2 separate regions of the Mus musculus genome follow, and region 1 is linked to region 2. A link is a contact called in public Hi-C data. All regions are on one chromosome and are shown on one strand. The core of a region is the stretch at or near the end of the contact, and the rest is flanking DNA. Distances in the headings are between cores, read along the strand shown. Region 1 has its middle 54 kb from the start of A530021J07Rik. Region 2 has its middle 22 kb from the start of Gm45992.

Region 1 (6,919 bases), core at 2,682-5,181, 280 kb before region 2:
CCTACCCCAACAAGGCCACACCTTGTTGTACTCCAATAAGGCTACATTTCCTAATCCTTTAAAATAGTGCCACTCCCTAAGCATTTAAATATATGAGCCTTTGGGGACCATTCTTATTCAGACCAATACAGCCTACAAGGGTGCTTTTAACAGGAGATTTGTTGGCTTAGGGTAGGATACACAAGTGCAACTCTAGTACTCAGGAGACTGAGATAGGAGGACCTTGAGTCAAAGCCCCTTCCACTCATATCTCTTGTCCCATCCCCTCCAAAAGAAATAAGGGGGGGCAGGGAGAGAGGGAAAAGAATAAGAATTGTTGCAAGATGTTAAAGTTTGAAAATGTTCATACTAAAATTATCTCGGGCTGTATTTGACGATTTCATATGTGAAAGCATCAGGCCAGCAGTGCCCTTTTAAAACAGGCTAGCCAGCACAGTCCCGTGATGCATGATGCGTGATGCGTGTCGCACACCTGGACTATTTCATTCATTATTGTTAAATGCAGATGCTATGGGGAAAGTGTTCACTTGACATGCAGGTGACTTCCGTGTCCCCTGCAGGGATCCAGCTGGCTGTTCAACACCCAGAATAAAATAGAGGGTCCAGAGCACAGGGAAAGGTTGCCAGTCTTGCTTTTAGCAAGACCCCAGCCACTTCCTCCTAGAGGAAGCAGAGAGAGGGGGCCCTGGCTACTAGCCAGACAGCTTCTCAGGGCAGGTAAGGAGCTACAGAAAGATGCAACGCTGCAGACAAGCTGGGTCGCTGAACAAAAGAGCTGCTTGGTAACTGAGTCCTGCCTGTGGTTCTCAGCTTGCCAGTGTCTGTCCAAAAGCAGGCTGCGACCCCCACACCTGCTGGTATCTTCTCTCCATCCAAGCGGCCTCTTAGCAACCGACCTGGCTCCGCACAACTGCTAGAAGCCGCAGAGGTACAAAGGAACCTTGGAGGCAGGCAGAGGGCAGAGGCAGAGCAGACAGGATCCTACCAGAGCTGTCAGCTCAGCAGGCAGGGCCAGCGACTGGGCTCAGTAGCAGAGAGAGCCCCAGCAGCCATAGTTGCCTCTTGCCATCTTTGCTGGGCCAAAAGATCCTCCTTGGTATTCATGCTGCACGGACAAAGCACTGAGCCTTGCTCCCTGATGCGCATAGGTTCCAAATGGCCTTTGCCTCGAGCATCGCAGCCTGCAGACAGAAGTGGGCATCCTACCAATGACCAGGGATAGCCTGTGATCGCATAAGCAGAAGCCTCTGGCTGGTGTGGGCAGCAGAAACCACAGTCCTCAAATTCCTTGGAGGGAAAGGTAAGGAGAAGACAGGTGTGGATGCTGCATTTGCCTCCCTCCCTGAATCTCTTCCCCAGCACCCACACTGGCCAGGGAAGACAAAGCTAACCCTGACCCTGTTCCTAGGCCAGCTCTTGTCTCTTCCTTGGATCTGCAGCAAGTAAGTCCTCTTGGAGTTCTGCTCCTATTTGGCTGAGGGAGCTACAGCTACGTGAGAGCTGAATTGATGAAAAGACATGAATGGGGGAGGTGCAGCCTTGCCTGGCAGAGAAACCCAGGCGAGCTCTTTGCAAACAGCCCCCGGGGGATCAGGTGTATTCATTAATCATGACCTTCTGTTCATTTCCCGTGGTCTCACTCTCAGGCATCCCATGGGCCTCAGTTTGGGTTTAAATCCAGGGCACTGTCCTCTTGTGCCCTTTTGTCCCTGAGCCCAGGATCTCATTTATCAAGCAAAGGAGCATAATACCACCTGCCATAGGGACTCATCTTGTAACACACCCCCCCCACACACACACACACACATACTGTTACTTCTCATTAACACCCTAGACCAGCTGAACTGGTCACACTTTTCAGTCCTCTGTCTCAGCTTCATTTACATGGAGTTTCCAGCCTACTCTCAGATGTCACAGCCTGAATGGGCATAGAACCAAGCCACCGACCTAGTACAGAGTGCCAAAATGAATGGCCTAGCCTAGACACCGACCAGGTGGGAAGACTTCCACTGGGTAGGAAAATGAGGCTGGCAGAAATGCTAAAATCCTAAGGCACGATGCATGTGCTAGAAGTGGTGATTCCCAGGGCTGTGGCTGTAGGGCTCCCTGCAAGGAGAAAGGCAATTCCACGTTAATTTGGGGGGCTTGCAACCAGGTGTGCTTTGCGTTCACTTGCTTCGGGCTTTTATGGTCTCCCTTCTGCTTGGTACCATTTCATTAGGAGCCAGTGAGATGTATCTCAGCGTGGTGCAGAGAAACATCTCAGTGGAGCGCAGCTTGCCAGCATTTCTCCTTCCCTGGCGAGATTCAGGATCCCTAACAGTGGGTTTCTGATGCCTTGGAGGTGCCAATCTGTTTCCTGGATCTGCATGGACAACCTCAGTCCTCTCCTTGGTGAATTCTCTGATGTCTGGGCCGAGACTTTGCCCTTTTCATGACCATGGGAATAAGTTATCAACAGAGAAACAAGGAGCACCATCCTCCCAGTGAGGGACTATGGGTGCTCACTCTAGGGCTCCCTGGCCCTCCCGGTCTTTTGAGGCCAATAATTTTTCTTCCCACCCCATTTCAATCTCCTGATAGAAGACATTCTTTGTCATGGATAACTAGATGAACACAGAGCTCAAATGAACCACTAGCTGGGGGCTTTACAAGAGCATCCTTGGATGAAGCAGCCTTTGCAAGGCTTTCCAAGAGGGACTCACTTAGAGTGGCTTGTAAGGCATACATGCAAAACTAGGAGAGAGGCTGAATTTCACTTCTAAAAGGTCCCTCTTTTCCTGTTTCCTCCTTTAAACTATAAAGAGCTAGCCAGACAGATTTCCTTTGTCAAAGGAAGGCAGGCATTGTCTAGTCACAGAACTGCACCTAGATCTCTATTCACTCGGTAAACAGTCAGACTGATTTTTTGGGCATTTGGGATAAGAACTCAGTGTGAGTGTGGTATTATCTATATTGAAAAGAAACACTCTCCACTCCTTTGTATTTGTGTGACTGTCCAATTAAAAAGCACCCTCCAAGGCCAGGCAGATCATAACGAGCAGATGCAAGTGTTCAAATCCACATAACCCATGGAACTTGGGCACTGGCTCCTCAAATAACTGTGTGGTTTGGAACCATTTTGTTTTTCCAGTGTTGAACAATAAGCTGATTAATTCCCATTTTTCAAAGTCAGTTTCAAGCAGTAGTTTTTTTCTTCTTCTTCTTCTCCTCCTTTTTAACATCTACAGAAAACCTGGAAGGGAATACAAATTTCTTCCTGGAAAACACATCTCCCTTCCTGCCCTCCCTGCACCCTCTGATAAATAACATGAGCATGCAGTGATTTGCCAACAGCAGCTCCAGGCATGAAGCACAACATCTGCTAGCGAGACGCTGGAGAGACAGTGGAAGGCATGCTGGCTGCCTGCCCACCTTCAGACTCCAGATTTTTGCTGACAAGGCTGTCAATAAATGGGCAGATGGCATGGACTCTGCTGGCGGGAGAGTTCAGTTAACCTGACTCCAGACATTATCTCCAGTTCATGGTGCACTGGGCTGAGCCCTTCACTCGACCATTAAAGCTGTTCCTTGATGGAGCACAGAGAGCAAGACATAAGACTGGGAAGGAGGAGGCAAGCGCTCGCTTCCTTTAATTACATTAACTGAGTCTCTCCTGCAGTTGGCAGGCAGAGTGAGTGAGATTATTTAGCCCCTGTGACCACGGAAGTGGAGCGGGAGCATCCACACTGTATTTCATGCTGTTTAAACATGGGCATCCCATCCTCGGGAGCAGAGTACCTCCCTGGGGATAGAGTTTGGCATAAAATAAACACCCAGTAGGATGGATCTGGGGTCCTCCCTTGCAAGCAGGCAAGCTCTTGCATTGTCTTACAAGGACTGTCTGCAAACAAGCTGCAGCCAGTGTTCTTTACCCAGAAACAGCTCTGCTAACTGCAGAAACGTCCTCTAGTGGCGACTTGGGTAAAACACCCTCTGCCATCTGAGCATGCTTCAAACTTGTGGCAAGGGCAGTTTAATCTAAACTCATCAGACTAAGGAGCTGAGCACTGTGCTCTGAAGTCAGTTATTTAAGCAATCGGCCCTTTTTTCCATCTCTGCAGAAATCAGCTGCTGGAAGTAATACATGCATCAATGCTACACACCCGCATGGTATTGCAGAATTACAAAGTGACTTTGCATACTTTAACAGTGGTTTTTGACTGGGAGTGACTTTGCCCCCCCCCACCCCCCAACCCTATCCCTGGCCGGGGACAATGCCTGGAAACATACTAATGTCTCTAGGACAGAGAGCAGCAATGCTGCGGAGTGTCTCCACTGCACAGGCTTCACATTCACCCACAACAAAGAGCTCTTCCGACCAGAGTGTCAGCAGTGCCAGGGTTGAGAATCCTGCATCAGGACAAAGGAAATGAGTGAACATTTCTCACATCCCTTGAAAAGAAGAGCAAAGAAGGAGCAGCTGGTGGGCATGCAGAGGGGAAGCTGGGGATTTGCTCTTCGTGTCCCAGGTAGACTCACAACAGTGTCATTATTCCAAATGCTATTCACTAGTCAGGAAACAAGCAGCTCCCCAAGTTCTTACAGCTGTACTTCCATCAGATCTGAACAATGAAACATCGCATCCACGAAAGCCATTTTAGTCTAATTCATGTTTATTAAATGAGAATACCCACCTGGCGCCAAACTGGGACTGCAGAGGCTTCAGTGGAAGAGTGTTTTAAAACTGGTGCCTGGGTATTGTGGCTCATGCCTGTAATCCCGGCACTCAGAAGGCTAAGGCAAGAGAAGTGCCATGAGTTCCAGGTCAGTCTGGAGTACAGAATGATACTCTCTCACACAAGAAACACACACACACAGACATGCACACACACACTTATGCACAGGTACATGTTCACATATGCACAGGCACACATGCACGTGCACACACACATGTGAATGAAATCAAAAGATTAAATAAACCTAGCAATTAAAGTCTGGGACAGAAATCAGACTGGAGGGGTTGAGGGGGAATTAAGCTGAGCACAGAATATATGAGGGTAGGGGCTTAGGATTTAACAGATATGATCACATTTTCATTTGTCGTCTGTGGTTTGAGCAGCTTTGCATGTAACCACTAGTCTTAAAGGTATAGCACTCCTTTAAAGATATCGGTGAAGCTAAACACTGGCCTCTTTCTTGTTAGTTTTGTAGAACTGTGTATCCCTGCCCCCTGCCCCAAGAAATCATATGTTAAAGTGTAAGGCTGAATGCTGCCATCAGGATCAATGAGATATCCCAGTTTACACCTAATCATACTGAGTAGGTTGAGCCTCCAACCCCATGAGGCTGCTGTTTTTATCTAGAGAAGAAACTTAAACCCAGATTTCCACCCAAACAGATGTCAAGGCAAAGGTCAGAGTTTTGCCAACAAGGTCTTTGAATCCAGGAGACATGCACAAAGCAGATTACTTCTTGCACCCCTCTGAAGGCATCTACTTCCAGAACCGAGAGCCTAAATTCTGTCGAGGAAGTCATCTGGGATTTGTTTTGGGCTGTGATGACAGAGTTCTAGTTAACCAGTAAAGATGAGGTGAACACTAGAACAAGGCAGGGGCAGACAAATGATCCTTACTAGAGTTTTCTTTCCCAACTGATGCCTGCAAACTACTACTTCTTCAGAGCAGGCAACTCAGAGGATCCACCTTGGGCTCAAAGGCCGGCATCCCTCCATCTAACAGGAAGCAGGAGCGAGGTAAGTGATTAATTAATTAAGAACATACATTTCATTATGCCCCTGAGCCCACCTTTCAGGAATTCCTGATGTATAGCTGGGAGACACTCTCCTTTCTAAACCAGCATGAGAGGTGGGTAATGAGGGTGATACTTCTACTATTTTGGGGAAACCTGGTATTTCCAAGACTATCGCACAAATAGGGGGATCTACAGCCATAGTCACACATCTATGCATACTAGCAGTATCCTGGACTTTTAAAACAAGTCAACTAAATAATATATAGGGACCCATTCCAGGACAAAATCTGGGAGGGGTCTCAGGCTGAGACACATACAGGAGTGAGACCCAAGGCCAGAAGGAACATCTTACTGCAGGGACAAATCTACCTGAGATGGGAGACCAAGTTTTGGGATCCCTGTGAGAAACCATAGTTATGCTATGCAGACCTTAAACCTAGCATGCAAGGCAGTCAGATTTCCATTGCAGGAAACAATTACACTAACAGATAATCCTCTCCCGCTAAGCAGTGAGTGTTATTATTATAATGCATGTTTTACAATGCAAGAAAAATCAGCCTTACATTAGATTTACTGGATATTAGGAGTCAGCCAAGAAGTGGTAGGTTTTAGGGCATTCAATACTTTTCTGTTTGCTGTGACTAAATATGTAGCCGGAAGCAACATTAGGGAAAAGAGGCTTGTTTTATCTCATCGCTTGTGAGTATAGTTCACAGGGTAGGAAGTGCTGGCTACAGGAACGTGAGGAGACTGGCCATGTTTTTTTTTTCTGCAACCAGGAAGCACAGAATAGACGGAAAATAGGATGGGGCTATAAAACCAAAAGACCCACCCTGACAGTGACATGTACCCTCCAGCAGGATTGCACCTCCTAAAGGTTCCATAGATTTCCAAAATGGTGTCACCAACTAGGGACCAAGTATTCAAACACATGAGCCTGTGTGAGACATTTCACTTTTAAACTACAGCACCTGTGTTTAAAATCTTTAATTAGCTCATTGTACAAGTGTTTAAAATTTCCTAGGGAAAGTTATACAAGATGCACAATAAAATGTACCATGCTGTAGGTTTGCTCTTGACTTGGTTGCGAAGTTGTGGCTGGTTTGGGGCTTTGGAGTTTTTTGGTTTTTTTATTATTCTTTGCTTTGATCTTTTCTTTTTTTCCTGTCGTTTCTTTTTGTTGTTA
Region 2 (5,961 bases), core at 1,264-3,763:
CAAAACCTTCTCATGGCTTCCACAAACTGAAGAAGGTGGGCTATGGCTGCACTCATTTTGCAAGGCTGGGTAAGGACAATAAAAGAAAGTTGCAGAGCCACATCCCTAATGAACGTAAATCCGAGAGTCAAAGCCATCAAGGAAATTCTAGCACACGGAATCTACTATTAGAGTAAATGCATCGTGCACTATAACCACGCGTAAGGCGTGAGAATGAACAGACAGGCAGAAGTCAGGAAATACAATGTGCCACACTGACCAAAGGAAGGGATGACAGCCACATTGCCCCCTCAAGAGATGCACAAAAAGCATCTGACACATCAGCACACTTCCATTATAAAAAAACTCTTAATAAATTAGGTGTGAAAGGAATAGACCTCAACAGTAAATAAGCCCTTTATGATGTCAGCCTTTTGGGGTTTTTCTTCGTTGATTTTTGTTTGGTTTGGTTTGGTTTTAATGGTTCCAACAATTTGAGAAACATCAGTCACCTATACCCACAACCCTAACCTCTCTCTTAGGATTTGTCACCAGCTGTTTCTGTCTTTTCCTCTAAAGTGAAATATTCCCTGAGTGAAGTATGGAGGTTTCCAGACTCAGGAAACTCATGAAACTTACAGGACTTCCTCCTTCCAAATGCTACTATCAGTAGGCAATTTCTGAGAGACAGCAGAGTCTTCGGTGGAACTGCCTTCAAGCTGTGTGGGAAGCTCCGTGGACGCAGCTGAGTCCTCACCCATGCTGAGGGGGGCTCTGGGTGGCTTAGCTGCCTTTGAGTTGCTGTACCTCTTTAAGGAACCCTTCAGCCACTTTCCTACAAACAAGCCAGTAACCCACCAACTTACACTTGGGACCAGTTGTCTTTCCATGGTCAGTCTTTATCTAGCATGAGTAAGCTGTTTGTTCGCATCTCCCCAAGAAAAGTCACACAATGACTATTTTTGCAGAATAGCTTTTAATTTGGATTTCTGCAAAATGCTCATTATTACACTGTAGTGAGAGAGTTTTGAGTAAAGTCATAGAAATGGTGGCAATTTTTTTGTCCCATTTTATCGGGTTCTGATGTCTAGCAAGGTGGCACAACAGTGTCCACAATAACCTTTGTCAGCTTCCTTTTCTTGCTTTGCCTCCTGTATCCATACCCTAGTCTCTGGGGGGCAGTAACCCCTATAGCTCATAGGTGTTTGATGGGAAGCTGTGGTCCACCTCCTCAAAGGTGAAGCACGCACCAAAACTATTTGGAATTACTGGAAATTTGTCTAATCTTTTCCATTTAGTTTACTCATTCCATCATCTGTGAGTTCACCAGTGTTCGTTTGATTCTCTTGGTTACAGCCTAAGGACAGCTTATTCTCCCTTTGTATTTATTGTTATAGCTTCACTGCTGAGAGCTCTGTCAGTTGGGTAAGTGGTCTTGTGACTACTTCCCAACCCGCTTCGGTAAGATTGCTGAAAGGACCCAGATATGGCTGTCTCTTGTGAGACTATGCCAGGGTCTGGCAAACACAGAAGTGGATGCTCACAGTCAGCTATTGGATGGATCACAAGGCCCCCAGTGGAGGAGCTAGAGAAAGTACCCAAGGAGCTGAAGGGATCTGCAATCCTATAGGTGGAACAACAATATGAACTAACCAGTACCCCCCGGAACTCGTGTCTCTAGCTGCATATGAGTCAGAAGATGGCCTAGTCAGCCATCAGTGGAAAGAAAGGCCCATTGGTCATGCAAACTTTATCTGCCTCAGTACAGGGGAACGCCAGGGCCAAGAAGTGGGAGTGAGTGGGTGGGGGAGTGGGTGGGGGAGCATGTGGGGTACTTTTGGGATAGCATTGGAAATATAAATGAAATAAATACCCAATAAAAAAAATTCTTTTCTAGCCAGAAGATAGGCCAGACCCTCTCAAAACATACAGCAAACTAGAGGCAATAGTCAGCTCTGCAGCGAGGACCCACAGAGAACCAGGGAGAACCGAGCAGCAGACTGGATTTCTCACTCCATCCCAGGCCTCACTGACTTCTCAGATATAGAAGCATTTTCTCAGATCATGAGATGCCTGGAGGCAAAGAAAACAAGTCTGAAGCTAATGCAGATAGCAGGACATGTTGAAATTACAAAGTTAAACAAACTTGGCTTTCAGAAGATGGCAGGCTGGTAATTAATTCACATAGGACTTGGAGTTCCGGTTTGTTTCTCTCTTCTGCAGATCTGGGTTTGTTTTGGTGGAGAAGTATGTAAGTAATAATTTTATGTCGCCTCCCCCAGCGACAGAGCTAGGTCACATGACTCAAAAGTTTTACCAAAAGCAGCACTTTTATTCTGTAAAGTTGCCAAGGCAACACCAGCTGCTTATGACATCATGTGACTGAGGGGACACAGACTGATTTTAGAAGCCTAAAATTATCGCTCAATCTGCTCACCAAAATTCTGAAGCAGCCAAGACAGCCTGAGCCCAAGGAAAAGCTCCAGAGATGCTGCTCAGTGGGAAGGGCGATGGCGATGAGTGATGCATTGTTCTCTGAAGTCTGGTACCACAGCCTCAAATCACATCGGAAAAGCATGCTCACTGTCCACATATGCCGAGCATGTGGAACACATCTGCCAACCTGGTTTCCATTAAAGTGTCTCCGTCATCAACATGGACGGAAGTCGTTCTAATAAATGGACTGAAAAAATCAAAATCTATTTTTACTTATGTCAAATTTATATCTCAAATCATCCTAAAGACATACTACAGATAAAAACTGAGAATAATCCATTTCTACCCTAATACAGTATTACAGAGTAGCTGGAGGTACTTTAAGACTCTGTGTGTGTGTGTGTGTGTGTGTGTGCAGCATGTATCTCTGAGCACCACATGTGGGCCTGGTGCCTACAGAGGCCGGAAGAGACTGTTGGATCTCCTGGAACTGCAGTCACAGAGGGTTCTTAAGAGCCATGTGAATGAATGCAAAGAATCAAACCCTGAACTGTATTTTTATGGAGTAAGCAGTCTATGGATTCTGTTGAATGTCTACATTTTAGAGGTTTTTAGAGAGAAGTAATTGGACAGATAAATCCATGAGAACAGTGAACTAATTTTCAGTTACATTCAGGCATCAAAAACAGCCAAGTAGCAACAACCTCACAGCACCCCCTCCTACGAACCAAGAACATCAGAATAAAAGGAAGCCTTTCACCGACGAAACTCAACAATTTGCCATTTATTGTCCATGGTTCACTTTTTTTATTCTCAAAAATATCCACTTTTACATTAAGATAGTTTTGTTCAAATATCTGCTTGTAGTAATGAGAAATATTGTCCCTGAGGAATAATTTCCAGTGTATAAACATTTCTCAAATGGAAAGACTTTTGAGTTCCTTGTAACTAGTTTTGCAAATAAGAAATGAAGCACCCACTATGTGCAGGATAGTACACTGGGTTCTACACTGATTATGAGGTACATTAAGATGTCTCCTCCATCCAAGGCAAAATGGGGGTGTGGGTGGGATTTGGAGGAGGAAGGTGGTGGCCAGTACGTACCTGTGACTCAGTCACTGACAAGGTACAGTAGCCCACTCTGTGAGTATGGGCAGGAGAAAGAATTTGGGGACCTTCCTCTGAAATGTCACCAGAGAACTAGAATTACTCATTCAGATGCAGTTTAATCCGAATCAAAGTATCTACACCTGAGATATAAATCTCATCTCTACCAGTTCTAATTTTGGAACATCCTGTAGGAAAGAACAACGAATTTACCCTAAGTTACACCATTTTACTGTCCTGTTTTTCTCATCAGAAGTGACCAGGAACTAAAATAAGGAAAGGTAAACTGAGGCTTGTGGAGATGCCCTGCTCTGCTGGAGAAGTAAGAAAAGACCAGAGGGACAGTCTCAGGGCCATGTGTCCCCATCTCCTGATTATGACTATAGATCCCTAGCTTTGCTCCACCCAGTTATGACTGACAGAACCCAATCTGTCACCAGATTTGTCACTGTGAATTCCAGTCATATTCCTCCCAAATGCCTTCCGGCCTGTGCAGACTTCAGCAAATACAAACCCTTCCCACCATCGCAAGGACTCATCTTCTGAGGACCTCAAGTGCTCACCTGGGAGAGCTCCCATCAGCTCCAAGAATTTACTGTTTGTAGCAAACATCATCTTGAAGACAGAGCCCTGACCCACAGGCTCTGTGAAAGGAAAGGAACCCAACTCCCATAAATGCCAGTTAACAGCCATGGTTTCCTGTGGACCTGCTCTAACCCCACTTCCTGCTTCTTGTTTTCTTACTTCCCTGACTCTGCTGAGCACCCCATCCCTACCCAACCAACTCCTAACAACAGGAATTGTACTGAGCTCATTCTACATTCCTTTCCCTAGAAGAGCAGTGCACTGTAGAGTAAAATATGTCCTTATGCTCGTCCCCCTGTCGGGGTTCATTTCCTTACACTGATGAGCTTCCGATTCCCCGCCTCCTCCTTGAGGCATCCTCAGAACACTCTAGCAGCTTTAATGTGGCATTTGTAAACCTCCGTTAGCAAATCTTTAGCTCTCACACCACTTTCCTAATAGAACCTTTAGTCTACAAATTGTCTTCTCGTAAGACATACACAAAAACAGGTGTGCTTCGTGCTTCAGTTTCACACTGAGACTGGATCTACCTCAAGATCATCGCCGTTTGGTATGAAGGGATAAACGAAGTGAACCAACTGTTAATTGTCACTGGAAGCAAACATTCCGCATAATCTGTTTGGAATAAAACAGATTTATGACTGAAGGGACCATGGTCCCCAGAGAGGCCCTGGAAATGCTGAGCAGTCCTAGTGCATTATTTAGCAACAGCGTTGAGAATCCAGGTTGTACACCTCTTGAGCAGGTGGTGAACAGATTTTTTTTTCTTTAGGAAACAAAGCTATAATGTAATGTGGATATAAGTGTTTAGATAAAATAAAAGTGTCTCTCTTGGGGATTTTCTGATTGACAAATATACTAAAATATTTTGGCTAAAACATGAAAAGTTCTGGCCCATACCATGAAAAACTTTTTATTCAAATCATCTCCAGTAATGGTCAATGTGGCTGTTTGCAGACAGAATTGAAATTTTAAGCCTTAATTGTATATTAAAGTCATTCATCCAATTTGCCTATTTTCTTTTTTTTTAAGATCCATTTATTCATTATATGTAAGTAGAGTGTAGCTGTCCTGCGACACACCAGAAGAGGGTATCAGATCCAATTACAGATAGTTGTGAGCCACCCACCGTGTGGTTGTTGGGATTTGAACTCAGGACCTCTGGAAGAGCAGTCAGTGCTCTTAACCACTGAGTCATCTCTCCAGCCCCAAAAGTGTGATGAGGAAAGGGTGAGGAGCAGAGGATGAAAAAAAAAAATGTGTAGCCTAGGCTGACCTCAAACTCGTGATCCTCCTGCCTCTGCCTCCTTCAGCAAATTCTACCGGCATGCACCACCACAGCCGGCCAATTGCCTGTTTTCATTAGGAATTCTATGTGAAACTTGGAGCTGCCAGAGCCTCGGGGTTAAATTTTTCATGGTAAGATGGTTTCCCTCAGTGCACACATAGGCCATGGATTAGTCAGGAGTCTGCTGCACCCATAAGTTTGTATATTAGTCAGGCTTCTCTACTGGACAGAACTAAGAGAACTGTGTGTCATAAAGGAGGACTCACTAGAGTGACTCAAAACTATCGTCCAAGGGGTCCAACCATGGCTATATCCTTACAGAAAGACCAAGAACCCTGTAGTTGTTCAATCCCTGAGTCTAGATGTTTCAGCTACTCTTCAGTCTATGTTGGAATAACAAAGAAGTAGGTTCTAATACCAGCAAAGGAATGAGTGTCTCAGCTTCAGGATAGACAAACTTGCTAGAGAGAATGAGGATAAACAGGCAAAAAGCAAAAGTGTCTTTCTTCCTTGTTCTTTGATGTGGGCTGCCACCAGATTTAGGAAGGGTCTTTCTACCTCAAATA

What was found. Hi-C and Micro-C count contacts between places; a contact is called where the count stands out from the background.
Region 1: a contact with region 2 is called in a Hi-C map of cortical neurons, with 2.0 times the contacts expected there. The contact joins two enhancer-like sites. A contact is called at or near these places in 2 of 484 Hi-C or Micro-C datasets (bone marrow-derived macrophages and cortical neurons) and 3 of 115 datasets of contacts at active chromatin or transcription factors (astrocytes, differentiating embryonic stem cells and embryonic stem cells).

Annotation. Positions count from the first base shown.
Region 1 is chr7:83,198,878-83,205,796 of GRCm38.p6, reverse strand. No RefSeq gene overlaps it. Among named protein-coding and RNA genes, the nearest start is that of A530021J07Rik, 54 kb to the right of the region's middle. Within about 2 kb of position 3,931, at least 71 of the 459 cell types and tissues checked have an H3K27ac peak or open chromatin away from gene starts, as enhancers often do. A contact at or near this core is called in cortical neurons, where this site is marked.
Region 2 is chr7:82,920,318-82,926,278 of GRCm38.p6, reverse strand. No RefSeq gene overlaps it. Among named protein-coding and RNA genes, the nearest start is that of Gm45992, 22 kb to the left of the region's middle. Within about 2 kb of position 2,513, at least 37 of the 459 cell types and tissues checked have an H3K27ac peak or open chromatin away from gene starts, as enhancers often do. A contact at or near this core is called in cortical neurons, where this site is marked.